2 separate regions of the Gossypium raimondii genome follow, and region 1 is linked to region 2. Evidence: chromatin contacts called from public Hi-C data. All regions are on one chromosome and are shown on one strand. The core of a region is the stretch at or near the end of the contact, and the rest is flanking DNA. Distances in the headings are between cores, read along the strand shown.

Region 1 (4,723 bases), core at 1,443-3,942, 120 kb before region 2:
AAGAATGTCTTCACGTTGTTTTGATCATGATTTAGTTTTCATGTGCATTAGAATTTAAATAAGCTGCTTTGCCAATAATCTCACCGATACTTGTATGTTCTAAATAGTACTATTACTTTGTTTGTGTTAATATGTCCGTTTGAATAACCTACTTGATTTTCTTTACTCATTTCCAGTCTTTGAGAGGCCCAAGAGGTGGCATGATCTTCTTCAAGAAGGACCCTGTTCTTGGAGTTGATCTGGAATCTGCTATCAATAATGCTGTTTTTCCAGGTTTACAGGTTGGTTTGATTGGTCTCCTTTGCTCCTATTACTAATCTGAATTCCCCATTCCATCCTTCTGCCGGCTTTCAAGTTATGAAACTAGTCATGAGAAGCATAATGTTTGTATATGCAGGGTGGACCTCATAACCACACAATTGGAGGACTAGCAGTTTGCTTGCAACATGCACAATCACCCGAGTTCAAGGCTTACCAGAATCAGGTACTTTCCTTCAAAGATGAGTAATAAAAAATAAAGAGGCAAAGTTATGTGGTGATTAAGTCAAAATATGGGTACTTCATGCTGCAGGTAGTGTCTAATTGTAGAGCTCTTGCAAGGCGATTGGTTGAACTTGGCTATACACTAGTTTCTGGTGGTAGTGATAATCACCTTGTGCTTGTGGATCTAAGGCCATTGGTAAGTTACCATCTCTGTGAGACATGCAAAACTTGAGTGGCATTTAGACTTGTCAAAATTGACTCAAAACCGAAAACCTGACTCAACTTGACCAACCTTACACAATTTGGCTATAAAAAGTCAACAATCTGAATCCACTCAACCCAAATACAAATTGATCTGAACTCGAATTTGACCTGAACCGAAAATAACTTGGCCCAAAAAGCCCTAAATAGCCCCAACCTAAATAACTTGAACCTTAAACTGACGAACCTAAAAATTCAAAAACCCAAATAAACCTGATCAAAACCAACCTGATCTGCCCAATTGACAAGTCTAGAGGCGTAGGATCTCATGTTTTTCTTATTCTCTTGTAGACACCCTAAACTCCTTTTGCCTCCTTTATATCAATGAACTCCTGCAACAGGGTATTGATGGGGCTCGGGTGGAGAAAATACTTGACATGGCCTCTATCACCTTGAACAAAAATTCGGTGCCTGGTAAGTTCTTCCTTATTCCCCTTTTTTACCGTTCATTTATAATTAATTTTTTTTCCCTTTTTATATGTATTTATACCAATCCTTGATACATCTCAAAATTTGCAGGGGATAAGAGTGCACTTGTGCCGGGTGGCATTCGCATTGGATCGCCTGCAATGACTACCAGAGGATTTACAGAAAAGGAATTCACGGCTATTGCTGAATTCATCCATGAGGGCGTGCAAATCACTATTGAGGCTAAGGGATTAGCTTCTGGATCAAAGGTCCAAGAGTTCTTGAAGTTTGTCTCGTCTCCTGATTTTCCGTTGACGGATAAGGTGTCCAATCTTTGTAGTAGAGTCGAAGCACTTACCACCCAGTTTCCCATTCCCGGCGTATGAGTGAGATTTAATTAGTAATGAGAGACCTGGGAACATTATTATATCATAACATGGTGAAATCCAACACTGATTTCTGGGTTTATATTTGAATGTTTCCATAGATTTATGAAAATTTTTGAAGTGTTGAGATGTAGTGATGAAAGGGGATGAGTAACGTAGGACTTAAACGTTGGTTTATGATGACAACCAGCAATAATTTTATCACTTTAAATGTGGTTTCTCTACAATATTAATACATAATATAAATAATTCATTATGATTCTATTTTCATGGAAAAAGAAAAACTTTTTAATTGAGAATATTTTAAATTTATAAGTGGATCGCTTAGTCACGCATTTCAAATTTAATATTTTTACTTTTAATCCTAGAACGTAGTATATTTATTTGAAATTTAATTGATAATGCCCTCAAAGATTTTTTATTTATTTATTTTAGATGGAGGGTTTGTTCAACTCAAAATATAAAATTTTAAAATTATATTTAATACAATAAAATATTTATTAGATTTATTTGTGTTTTTCAATTTAATAAGATAATTATTATATTTATAGTAGTGTTTTTAAATATGAAAGTTAGAAAGTTTTATTTTAACATTTTTTATTATATTATATATTATATTTAAATAAAATTAATCTAAAAAAATTAAACATGGGAAGTCGGGTCAAGCCCGAGTTTACTTTTCTTAAATTAAGAGCTTGAGCCAGACTCGGGCTTAAAAAATTAATCTAAATACCTTACATGGATCCGACCCAAACGCAACCTGACCCGACCTGACTCATGAGCATTTCTACTTATCATATATTACTATTTAAAATTATCACGAACAATTTTCTAAAAGGATATTACTTAATCCAACTTAATTAAATTTTTTTGTCGAAATTATTGGACTTCAATTAAGAGTAAAAAGATTATTATTATTTTTAAAATAATAAAATATAAAATGCTAAATATGCAAATAATATAGAAACTGATAGCAAACTTAGACGTAAATATTAGAAAAAATAATTAAGAGTACCTAAATATTAATTTAATCATACAATCTATATTACATTCACAAGAAGGCCGAAAGAAAAAAGGTCCATTTTATAAGCAAAAGCCTAAACATTTGAGAAAGCCCAGCCTTAAACCCTTAACCCGAAACAAAGGGCATATATATAATCATCTTTTACCCAATTTAGGGTTTCAAATAAACTCAGTCTCACACTCCTCCGCTTCGTTTTGTTTCTGCTTCTTTGTTTCCGTTCAGGAGAAAACCATATCGTAATCTCTTCTTGGATCTCACTGCGAGGTAGGAGGCACCAGTGATAATTACTTTTTATATCCATAGGACGATATTTCCTTCTCTGGGTTTTTCTTTTTTCGGGATTTAATCCGTTTATTCGTCGAAGATTCCTTGAAACAACTTTTTTTGAAACGATGTTGTGAATGATGAGAAAATTTAATATTATTACAGTTATCCCTGTCTGATTTCCAGTGCTGATAATGTGTTCTCTGACACAACATTCGTATTATTTTTTCTTTTAATAAATATATTTAATATTTCTTCAAGTTTCGTTTTTGTTGATTTCAGTTCTTCGTATGCTATAATTTTTTGTTTTGAAGTTGCAGATTCAACCTAATGGCGAAGAAGGGTTCTTCAACGACGCCTTCTAGAAAAGCAAAAAATAAAAAAGAAGAATCTGTTCCAGAACAGAATAATTCAGCTTCTAAAGTGGCTGGTAACGAAATCGACGAGATATTTGCAGGTAAAAAGAGGAAGAAACCCGACCCGAAAGGGTCCGAGAAACCGAACGGCGATGAAATTTCAAAACCCAAATCGTCGAAAAAGAAGAGTAAAAAGAGTAAAGAAACCAACAGGGAAGGAGGATTCAATGAATCTTCTTCTCGGCCTCGGAAAAGAACAGCAGATGGTTTTGCAATTTACACTGAAGAAGAATTGGGTATTAGTAAATCTGATGCTGGAAGTACGCCACTATGCCCATTTGATTGTGATTGTTGTTTTTGATAAATGGGATTTTGGTTTTAATTTAGTCTTTGTTACTTTAATTTTCAAATTTCAGAAATTTGAGGGTTTTAGGCTAAATATGATTGTTGTATAACGCAAGGCATGAAGTTTTTACATGAAATGCAAATTTTGATTCATTCTCTTCCATGAGCTGATTTTTTTTGTTTATTTTGATTACTACTCACACGAAAATTTTCAAATCAAAACTATTTGTTCTATTTGAGCTACAGATTGCGGGTATTTGTCAAGAAGGAAGCTAGTTGTAAGGGTGCTTCACTACAAACAATAATTACATCACCTCATTCTTGCACATTGAAGTAATGGCGTTTGAAATGTGACTTATTACAGCAGTTGCATCTACTTCTACTTGTATATATATTAATAATACCAAGTCCAGAGTTTTGCTTCCACGCTTGTTGCCTGTGGTATGTGTCGATATGATCCTTTTACCCAATTTCCATTGTGATCCCTAATAACTTCAGCTCCTCCCCTGCCAGGATTCCTCGTTGCCGAATTTATTTTACACCAAGGTTGGGTTTCCTCCATCTCAAGAACTTAACAGGATAGGCTACTCAGTAGTTGCACGTTCAAGAAATTTGTCTAGCCTACAAGGACTGTCAAAAGTTTTGGCAAAGATGAGATGGCAGGGTATTGTGGGTTTTGGGTACCAGTTCTTGTCGTTGAGGTTATTGTCAAGCCATACATGATAATACCATTCCTGGTTCTGCACTCGTCCAACGTTGTTATAATCCAAAACTCATACGCACTGCCTATTGTAAACTTTCTAGATTCTGTGTAATTTTCAAACAAGGGCATACCTTCCTTCAGTAGTTGTAATTGGCGTACTATGCAGTACACTAAGGTTGAGTTGGCAGTTGAGAGGAGAAGCTTTCCCATCTATTCCGGAGATGTCATTTCCTATTCGTCTCTCCTTAAGGGTCTGCCAATCTTGATCAATTACACAACCAAAACTTAGGTGAGTTTGGATGGGCGATTGGGTGCGGTGCAGTGCGTTTAACTTACTTTTTGTCTCACGTTACAGTATCACTACAGTATCTAATCTCACCACTATCGCTGTTTTTACACTAATCGCAAGTAAACTCACCGTCCATCCAAACCCACCCTTAGTCAACCGGTTAACCCATTGTATCCCCTCGACTTGTTCTTCTTAGAGCACCCC
Region 2 (4,771 bases), core at 2,112-4,611:
TTTGTTTTGTGTGTGTGTATTTCATATGAACATTTGTGGGTTTCAAGTTACAATGGTGTTGAGGTGATGATGTTTCTTTGTGTAGGATATAATATGGTTGCCTGGGCTGTTTAAGTTACTTCAACGGCCATTGGCGAAGCTAATATCTTTTCTTCGAGCTCCGAAAAGTGAAGAAGGGTATGCTGCCGTTGGTGGCGGCTCGCCTTTGCGTAAAATAACCGATGAACAGGTAAAATCAAGTCCCTTGATTGTAGAAATTTGCTTGTTACTTTGTCCTGAGCTAGTGGCTTGAAAATGAACTATTGTACTTTTATATGGATATTTTTTTCCAAAATGAACCATTTTGTGCTTTGGGGAAACTGGCAAGTATATTTATAGTTTAAAGAACTTGTTGCAGGCAAATGCTCTTCGAATGGCTTTGAAGGCAAAGAATGTGAATGTCAGTGTATATGTTGGAATGCGATATTGGTATCCATTAACAGAGGAGGCCATTGAGCAGGTTCGTCTCTTAATAGCCTAACAAATTTGCGTGTGTTTTGAACTTGTATGATACCATATACGGAGAGTGAGCTCTTTTTGTTGTGCTTTTGTTGATATTTAAGGTTGTTGTTAAGTTGATTAAATCCTTACATGAGGGATACTCTTATTTGGTTATGCCTTTGAAGAACTTTATACCTCGTATATTAATTTGGAATTCTCCGTGTAGCATTGAATGATCTATCTTCAAATTCAATTCGGGTTATATACTGATTACCGATAAGCATTTATTATGTGCAACACAGATTAAGCTAGACAGGATAAAAAAAGCTTGTTGTGCTGCCATTATATCCTCAGTTCTCCATTTCCACAACTGGGTCAAGCATCCGAGTTCTCCAGCATATTTTCAGGTTGGTGTTGATAATTTGTGTTATAATTTTCTGCTTGACTTCATCCATCAGCGTTCCCCTTTGTGAATGGCTGTAATGCAAGTTATATTTCAGGGAAGATGTGTATTTATCGAGACTACCTGTTTCTGTCATCCTCTCTTGGTACCAACGACAAGGTTATATTTGTTCCATGGCTGACTTGATTAAAGAAGAATTGGAGAGATTTGCAAAGCCTGAAGAGGTTTGTTTGCTTACCGTATGGTCTAGTCTGTAATCTTTTATGCCTAAAGTCAAGGATTAGGATAATATGTATTCATTTGAACTTCAGGTCATGATATTCTTTAGTGCCCATGGGGTGCCTGATAGTTATGTTGAGGATGCTGGAGATCCATACAAAGATCAAATGGAGGAGTGCGTCTACTTAATTATGCTAGAGCTGAAATCTAGAGGAATTGGAAATGATCATACCCTTGCTTACCACGTTGGTTTTAGAACAAAGTTTCGGCTGTCACTCATAAAATAAGAAAAAAGTAATAAAAACTGTTATGCTCAACTTCTTCTTCATGCTTCCATACCAGATTCGAGTTGGGCCTGTGCAATGGTTAAAGCCCTACACAGACGAAGTGCTTGTTGAGCTTGGACAGAAAGGTGTGAAGAGTCTTCTAGCTGTTCCGATAGGTACATGAGTTGTTACTGAGGTAGGTGTGCTTTGAAATGCATGATTATGTAAGGGGAAAATATTAACTCTAGATCCATCTCAATTCCAGCTTTGTGAGTGAACACATAGAAACCCTGGAAGAGATTGACATGGAATATAAGCACTTAGCTCTTGAATCCGGAATCGAGAATTGGGGTCGTGTTCCTGCCCTAGGTTGCACCTCTTCCTTCATCACGGATCTAGCTGATGCAGTAGTTGAAGCTCTACCATCTGCAAAAGCACTGTCAGCATCAAGGGAAGCTGCTGAAGAAACCAACTACGAGCCAGTGAGATACCTTGTTAAACTGTTCTTCTGTTCGATCTTGGCGTTTGTTTTGCTACTATTAAGACCAAAGGTGGTATTTGCATTTAGGAATCATCTCCATTGATGAAAAAAATCATAAAAAAAGGTTTAATTGAAAGAGGGTATAGATAAGAATGAATGACGGAGATTTGTTTGATATACATACCATAGAAAGAGTGAAATAATAGTGGCATCCACAGAGAGTAAGAATTATGCTCGGCGATCCTCTAAATATTTGGTTCAACCATGGCTGCCATTATCTTTTGGTATGAAGATAAAAGCTGTGTACAACCACACTATATCCTCGTGAAGAAGATAAATCTGCCACTATTTACTTTAAATTTTTAAACCATGTTTCATGAATCGAGTTATATGAAGCCTAATCAAATCAAACTTGACGTCTAAAGAGGGATTAAAGAAGGTTACTTCAGTCTGGAGCATATTTCTAATACGTCAATTAATTCTCAAGAAGCCTCGTGTTTAGTTTTAGGAAATAAAAATCATTTTCGCTTCTCCAAAAACGACGAAAATTATAAATCAATAAAATATTGTTTTCATTGTTCTCACTAACATCGAAAATAATGACTTTGAATAAACTCAATATAAACACAAAAATATCTTTTTTTCTCAACAATCTTTCAAATAGGTACCAACCATGTTTTCTTTTCTTTTTTTATAAAATGAAAATTGTTTTCTAAACATAAAAACAGAAAATATTTTTAAAAACCAGACAAATCCTTATTTATTAAACACAGACTTAGGTACCCAAAAATAAGTTAATCAATTCAAATTTAAATAGTACAATTTTAAAGCATACTTTAAATTCTCTTTTGTTGTAATCACGGTATCTATAGTTCACCACATGGCAACTAACATTCTTAGATTTCAAATTGAAATAGCCTCAAATTGGGAGAAAATGGAGGATCTTATAACGAGTTCAAGCAAGGAAGAAATAGAATGATAGAAGCATTTAACATATAATTGGAGATGTTGCCATGTTTTTTATATAGTTGATGTTCAGCCCAAACAATTGCATTTACGGACAATATCCATTTTGCTTGCCTTAAGAGTGGTGAATTTTGGATTCAACCATAATATAAATGCATCATCTCAAATAAACCACTACTAATAACCACCTTGCATTTATACCAAAAGCACAAATAAACCAAATCCAATACCATTAAAAGCACATTTAAATATTCAAGTAAAAACACTCAACACACTCTAAGCATTGTCCTAAAAACAATGCAAAAACTAGACCACAAATTCAAAATTATAAAATCGTACTACGGCCAAATCAACTTTTGGGGGATGCCTTGGCAACTCCACCCTGGTCAACAGTTTTAGATGCTGGTGCTGCATCGTAATTTCCATTAGTGCTCCCACCAGCATTGTTGTCGGCTGGATATGTTGGAGGCTGTGAGTAACTACCACCATAAGAGGTGTTATAAGGTGCTCCATAACCAGCTCCATAGGTTGGGGCTCCATATCCAGGCTGGGCAGATGCCGCACCATAACTTGGTGGTTGAGCAAGTTGTGAACCTGTCTCTGGTTGACCATAACCAGAAGATGGCGGCTGTGAATGATATCCTGGCTGGCCATAACTTCCTGGGGTGCTAGGCGACTGTTGAGCCTGCCCATACATCTGGGGATTGGCCAAAGGTTTCTGCGTTTGTGGTTGTCCATATCCAGCTCCATAACCAGGCTGTGCTGGTGGCTGATTCCCATAGCCAGTTTGGGAAGGCGGCATTCCATAACCAGGTTGAGTACTTCCTGGAGGTGGATAACTTCCAGGGTTTGGGTTAGGCTGCTGACTAGTATTATACCCTTGTTGGCCTGTTGCAGACGGTTGGGTAGACGTAGGTGCCTGACCTGAATCCCCTTGACCACCTTGAGTTGGATTTGTCACATTACCGTAGCTCGAAGCAGAACCATAACTTTGCTGCTGATCGTATGATGATGGCTGCCCATAACCAGATTGATGGTATCCACCATAGCCATACTGAGAATAACCTTGTCCTGGTTGCATATAGCTAGAAGCTGGAGGTTGACTGTAATTGTAACCACTGTTATCAGCTGGAGTTACCGAATCACCAGAGGTTTGCTGCTGCTGCTGTGAAGGCTGTTGGTTATAGTAATCATAACCACTTGCAGCAGAGGTTTGCTGGTTTGGTTGTACAGATGACTGGTCCCAACCAGAGGCATATCCACCAGATGACGGTTGGGAAGGGTAGCCCCCATAAGGAGGCTGCAACATGTTGTACTGCGATGATGGGCCAGGATATGCCCCAGGCTGCAAATAACCATAACCAGGCTGTTGCATTGGAGGAGCCCCTTGGCCCCAGCTTGAGGCTGGTCTTGCTTGATAACCTTGCTGTGGAAATCCTCCAACCATTGATGGATTTCTCATACGGTTCTGCACAAGATCAATTCCTCAAATGACCAATATGTACTTTCCGATGATGATAGCACATAAACACATACAGCATTACAGAATATGCATATATATACAAGAGGCATATACAATATCAACTCAGCATAAAACTGCAAAAATAAACAAAATGTGTTCAGTGGATTTAATGGATTTGTACTATAGCATAAACTACGAAGAGTATAATGCCTACATACCGTATGGTCGGAGGAATTATTGAGTTTACTCCAGCAGAAGCCCATCATTTCCCTATTTGAAGTGAATGGGTGCAAAAAGAAAAAAAAAAAAAGAACCCCACAGATACTAATAGAAGCTTTTACATCATAGCAAAAGGAACTATGAACCCAATTGCCATATACAGGCAAGAAACTCTCACAGTTAAAAGTTCACTCTATATCATCTATCCAATAATCCAATTGATACATTTTAAAAAACAGAATATCAGATAAGGAATGCCAACGACCTAGATAGAT

Evidence for each region. A called contact is a pair of places that touch in the nucleus more often than the background predicts.
Region 1: a contact with region 2 is called in a Hi-C map of leaf, with 5 times the contacts expected there. The contact joins the promoter of LOC105772903 here to the enhancer-like site in region 2. A contact is called at or near these places in 2 of 2 Hi-C or Micro-C datasets (both in leaf).

What each region holds. Positions count from the first base shown.
Region 1 is chr6:18,579,010-18,583,732 of ASM2569854v1, reverse strand. LOC105772903 reads left to right here and starts at 2,692. Exons shown (of 2, transcript XM_012594393.2): 1 at 2,692-2,826; 2 at 3,147-3,690. The coding sequence starts at 3,157. The coding sequence ends at 3,543. It overlaps LOC105772902 (serine hydroxymethyltransferase 3, chloroplastic), which reads left to right. Exons shown (of 11, transcript XM_012594392.2): 7 at 177-281; 8 at 398-484; 9 at 572-679; 10 at 1,086-1,158; 11 at 1,264-1,802. The coding sequence ends at 1,538. It overlaps LOC128041964 (a long non-coding RNA gene), which reads right to left. Exons shown (of 2, transcript XR_008197157.1): 2 at 3,671-4,723. LOC128042197 (small nucleolar RNA R38) reads left to right here and starts at 2,956; the gene lies at 2,956-3,040.
Region 2 is chr6:18,457,686-18,462,456 of ASM2569854v1, reverse strand. LOC105772298 reads right to left here. Exons shown (of 6, transcript XM_012593597.2): 6 at 3,029-4,283. The coding sequence ends at 3,165. It also overlaps the pseudogene LOC105772300. Among protein-coding and RNA genes, the nearest start is that of LOC105772298, 5.2 kb to the right of the region's middle. Within about 2 kb of position 3,361, the one cell type or tissue checked has open chromatin away from gene starts, as enhancers often do. A contact at or near this core is called in leaf, where this site is marked.